Regions from separate parts of the Anser cygnoides genome. Here region 2 is linked to region 1. Evidence: chromatin contacts called from public Hi-C data. All regions are on one chromosome and are shown on one strand. Each heading gives the region's core, a stretch centred on a gene start, on an enhancer-like site or on the middle of the called end of the contact. The rest is flanking DNA. Distances are from core to core; before and after follow the strand shown. Region 1 overlaps LOC136789688 (a long non-coding RNA gene). Region 2 overlaps LOC136789688 (a long non-coding RNA gene).

Region 1 (2,700 bases), core at 24-2,523:
ATACAGCACCATATAAATGATAAAAGGCAAGAGCTTAAAACAGTGTATCATAGTGTAATTTCCAATGTATGTCCCCACTGCTCACAGTCCTGGTCCAAAGGTCGCTGATACTGGTGGGAGGCTCTCCACGAGTTCTTATAAGGTTTGCGCTATTCCTTGTGTGAGGAAATAAAGCCATCTCACATGGAAAAAGTTCATGGTTCTTTCCCAGTCCATAGCTGGCACCAGGCAGAAAAGCATGTTTTAATAAGGTGTAAAACAGTACTGCTGTGATAAGTAAACTAACTCTGATCGTGATCTTGCAGGGAAAGTTCCTTTCTTACTTTGTTTATCCTGATTTTACCTAATCAGAGTGAATTTGGCACTGGTGGAAAACAAAGGTGTTCCTGGAGAAACACTTAACAATATAACAGGCACAGCACTTCTGTGCCACGTATTTCTGACCTCCCTTGGATGGATCTCTTTGGTGTCTAGGATAACAGCCAAGTCTCTGTGGCTCACTCACCAAGAGCTCTACTGCTGAGGCAAGCTTAACTAATGCTAGTCACTGGGGCTTCTCTGCTAGGAACTGACTCCTGACCACAAACTTAATTCAAGATCAGCAATCAGATGGTTATTAAATTTCAACAGGCTTGCAATTGTTACAGCTCACAGGCTGGACTGCAGCATCAAGAAGAGATTTTTCCAATGGTTTTATTTCCTGAGGGTACTGCATTGGGTTGGAAAAAGTCACCTATCCCAACTTCTTTAGCTGCAGTCAGGGAGACAGCTAGATGAGACGAGACTGATGCAAACAGCCTTCTTTACTCCACTCAGAAATGCTAAATCTGAACCTTCCTAGCAGCACACCTGCATTTTGCTCTTTTGCTAGTTCAACATTACCCTCTTTCCTGATACTTCCATCTGATATCTGCCATCACTGCAGGTGGGAACTATGGCACATGCATCACAAACTCTGCATTTAACGTTGCATCACAGGAAACGTTGCATCACAGGCACAAAAACATCAGGGCAATAACCTGAGCTAACATTTGCTGTTACTCTCTGCATTATTTACCAAAACAGGCAAGAGAAAAAGGACTTCGAGTAATGAAGTTCTGTTCAGCAGATACAGTAAATACACAAATCACCATGGCATTAATTTGAAACGGTGACTTTAGAGAAGCCACTCTGCAACCGCTTCATACAGATTCGGCACATTTGCAGGATTACCAGCAAGAAAGGTACATCATGACTTTAGTCAATCCTTTCCTCTGTTAAGCTGAATTTGTCTCCTGGTCCCTTGCCTAGTACAGATGGGCTGCAGTAGTGGGATGCCTCCTGCTCGGTGTGAGCTGAGCACGCAGCCGCACTGCTCGCTCTGGGCCAAGGAATCTCACACCCAAGGTCCCTGTCCAGCCTTTGTGCTCTGCCTGGGTTGTGCTGCCTGCCACAGACTGCTCCACAATGTACCTGCTTTCACCTGGCTCCTTTCAAGCCCTCTGAGATGCCCGTTTCACCCTCTTTCCTCTCGCACCATACTAACAATTGTAATGAGTAAGCAACAAAAAATCATTAACATCAACAAATCATTGACCCTATAGGGAATTTCAGGTATTTCAACACAATCCAGCGGGACCTCCACGTGCCCATTTCCAACAAAACAGAACCTTTACACATTAGGAACCACTATTCTGGTGCTTTTGAACAAACCTTTCCCTGACACCAAGATTTCTGCTTTAGATCTTCATCTGGGCTGACTGCTCTATCTCACGTTCCTTGTATTAGCTGTACACCCAGTGGTTGGCTTAACAGGCTGGCAAAGATTCCTAAGACTGACTTAGCTCAATCAGTTCAGGGATGCAGTATGCGAGTGCGTTTGTTCTCCATTTGTTGTGCCTGTTGATCTCATTACTTGGGTTAGATTTAAACAACCCTGTTCTGCAAAGCCAGATACTTTCACTTGTACCACAACACCCAAATTCCATGTACATATTCAATAAAGTTAATAACATATTTCCATAATGTACTCTATGAATACCTGCAAAGATAATGAGCTGTTGTTACATCTTTGTGAGCTGAAGTTTACAGCAGCAATGAATTAACTCTTTTGATCAAGCAAAAAGAGCAAGTGAGTAATATATATTATTCTCCCTCCTGCTCTATTAAAAAATTGAGTCAGTCTGTTGCTTGAGGAACATGCCAAATAAACAGAGAGCATAATGATGTGGTGTGGGATGAGCAGAACTAAAGAAAATCATGATTTAAATGCTTTTAGAGCCAAACACCCTGAGCAAGAAGGATGTGCCATGGAAGACACACCTCAGTTCCCATGCTAGCTCTGAATTTCCTTTGTCTCCTTTACCTCCCTTTGTCTCCGAGGAGGGTCTCAGCCACAACAAAGAGCAGATCGTCATGTGGTGCTGACACAGCAGAGCATTTTGAAATCAACCTGCTCATCAGAGCAGTATAATTCCAGTTGTCCAGAGCTTGGCATTAAGTATCTTAGCATGCTTCTCCTGCTGGGTTAATTAAAAACTATCCAAAATGGCTGGTGCTTCAGAGGTATCTGTCAGAAAACAGAAAAAATATTTCTACTACTGGGGCTTCCTTTCTGCTGAGATCTACTTCTTCCTGATACAAAGAGTAGTTGACACTCCTCTAGAGGAGGAAGGTAAATTAGTGCACTATGACCCATCCTGTCATAATCAGACACATTTC
Region 2 (2,700 bases), core at 161-2,660, 92 kb before region 1:
TTTGTGTGCTTGGGATTTGCTCTTTGCAGGGTCAGAACAATTAAGTGTCTTTATCTTCACCACTTGCCTCTAGCCAGGTTCACTTTTTGATTATGTTTTGCCCTCCACTGCAGCGAAAGGTTTTAAATTAACACCTAATAAACTGAAATGGTGAAGGAAAGCATAATGGATTTTCTTTCTTTACAGAATCTTAGCTAAATTACAGTAAAGTTTTGACCTTGTACTTAGGGTAGTACTGTAATGAAATGGGTGGACACACGCATGATTTTAGCACACAGCTGTTTTAAATATATTTTGAGCCTCAATGTGACATTGTGGGGTGCTGACTAGCTTGTAAAATACTGGATTACCTGAATCAGCACTCATTGGCAAATTCAGAACCAGAGACCTGATCCTTAAAGACACTGTTTTGCTGATGAGAATGTGTTTTATTTTTTAAACTGACAAAACTTTTCTTGTATCAAAGAATGCATTTTATCTCAGAAGATGTATTAGGTCAGTGATTTGGGCTCATGAGAGACTGAAATAGTAACATGTTTAACTAAAATAATACAAACCTGAAAAAGCTTGGTATGGAGTAAAAAACAACCAGCTGGAACCCAGCCACACCTAGAAAAAAGACCACCCTAGCTCTAAGGGCTTAATTCCTTTTTTTTTTTTTTTTTTTTTCTGTAGGAAAAACTGTCATTCTGCTCTGCCATGCCTGCAGAGAAAAAAGGAGGTGATTCTGGCTGACTTACAGTATTGTTGCTGAACATAGGAGAACATCATTTGAACCTTTTACTACTCAGATGCCAGCAAAGCACTGCAATACCATTAAGCCATATGAATGGTAAGTCAGTAAGACTTCAGGGATTTTTCCTCTTCCTGTACTAGTTTCATGCTGTATCTCTGCCTTCTTAAGATCACGCTGCCCTGTGCTGTAGTGAGCCTGCTGCCCTTCCTAATCTTCTGCAGTCACCTGCCATGACAAACATTCAGCCACTCGTTGTACCACCTCGTGTGTTAATATAGTCAATAGTGGTTAACCTGGCAGTGACATTTCCAGACCAGCTCCCTTTGATGCTGCTGATATCGCTGCCCGACCTGAGCAACAACTGGGCACTGTATACACACACCCAGTGCCAGCCACTTGAGGGTACCCCGCAGCCGAAACTCGCAGACCCTGGTGGAAGTGCTGAAGCACCTGGTGCTGCCTGCACAACTGCCTATGCAGCACAAGGCAGAAGTGGAGCGAGGAGGCATCAGGTGTCTTCCAAAAGCCTGGACCCCTTCACCCTCCTCTTTGCCTCTTTCCCAAACCCACCCACCCAGAACTGAAGGCCTGCTCCCCTCGGTCACTCTCTTGGACACCCCAAGGAGATCTCAGCTGCCCCTGGACTCCTCATGCTGGGTCAGTGCTTGCGCACCCCCCTGCGAGCTCCCCGAGGCAATGCTGGCAACCAAGCAGGACACAAGTCCTTGCCCCTAGCCTGGCATTCAATCTCTTCTGCTCCTTTTGTAAGATCAAAGTAAGAACACGTAAAATTACGGCAAGGGCATCAGCTACAAGACTTTGTCCTGTCACCTGAGTGAATAAGGGCTTCCCTCCCTCTAGCCGCAAATCACAGCTTCATTTGTTGCACGCTGTTAGAGAGTAACTACGATTGATTCCTGCAATTGCTCCATATCAGAGGTGGGTAAGTGAATGTTTACCAAATACTGGTACTTTGGAGTTTGCACAATATTATTAGATAGATCAGCATAATAAACCACTTAGGGATCCTTTGATCTAAAGGCTGTGCATGTATTTCAGACCTGAAATGTCCATGGTACCAGAATATTTGCTTGTAAGCACAATTCCAGAGTGCCATGCACGGAGCATTCTTTCTGGCCTTCCCTTCAGCTTTGCCAGGTCAGGCTTGTTAGAATGCAGCGTAACCTGCCCTTGCCTCGCACATTGCCACACTCTCTTAGTGATGAAAAAGCCCACAAACTTCTTGCTTTAATAAAAGATTAGCTTTTTAGGAAAGCCGCATTCCTAGCAACACCATGTACAGTGCATACCTTCAAGGATTTTTAATGTTTTTGCTTTGAGGTGATCATGCTTGGGGAGGTTCAGGTTGGAAATGAGGAGACATTTCTTCTCAGAAAGAGCAGTCAGGCATTGGAATGGGTTGCCCAGGGAGGTGGTGGCATCACTGTCCCTGGGGGTGTTCAAGGAAAGGTTGGATGTGGTGCTTAGGGACATGGTTTAGTGGGTGACGTTGGTGGTAGGGGGATGGTTGGACCAGATGATCTTGGAGGTCTTTTCCAACCTTAATGATTCTAGGATTCTATGAGTCTATGATTGCCCTGAAAGAGGAACTTCCATATAGTCTATGCTATTATACATCACCAGGCATATTGCCTTTGAACCAGACTGGACCTGCTGTTACCAGAAAAATATAATTGTACTAACTGGATAGTTAGTTCCCAGAATAGTTATTTTATAGTTAAGGACAATACTCAGGCTGTAGCCTTTCAAATCTCTGAATTTATTGTAACTAAACCTCTTGGCAGCATTCAGAAAAAAAATAAAAACTGGAGAATGCTACCTTAATGAGTTCTTACTAGCAATACAAATATTTGGGCTTCTGGACAAAAGACGATTATAGGTTAAATGATATTTGGATAGCATCATGTGGCTGATTAAAAATGGAATAAACTGCTAATGCAGTG

What was found. Hi-C and Micro-C count contacts between places; a contact is called where the count stands out from the background.
Region 2: a Hi-C map of liver shows a contact between it and region 1, with 5 times the contacts expected there. The contact joins two enhancer-like sites. A contact is called at or near these places in 2 of 7 Hi-C or Micro-C datasets (both in liver).

Annotation. Positions count from the first base shown.
Region 1 is chr1:95,892,779-95,895,478 of Taihu_goose_T2T_genome, reverse strand. All of the region lies in intron 11 of LOC136789688 (a long non-coding RNA gene), which reads right to left. Among named protein-coding and RNA genes, the nearest start is that of DPT, 34 kb to the left of the region's middle. Within about 2 kb of position 1,273, at least 2 of the 3 cell types and tissues checked have open chromatin away from gene starts, as enhancers often do. A contact at or near this core is called in liver, where this site is marked.
Region 2 is chr1:95,985,186-95,987,885 of Taihu_goose_T2T_genome, reverse strand. The region is part of intron 15 of LOC136789688 (a long non-coding RNA gene); the gene reads right to left. Among named protein-coding and RNA genes, the nearest start is that of DPT, 59 kb to the right of the region's middle. Within about 2 kb of position 1,410, at least 1 of the 3 cell types and tissues checked has open chromatin away from gene starts, as enhancers often do. A contact at or near this core is called in liver, where this site is marked.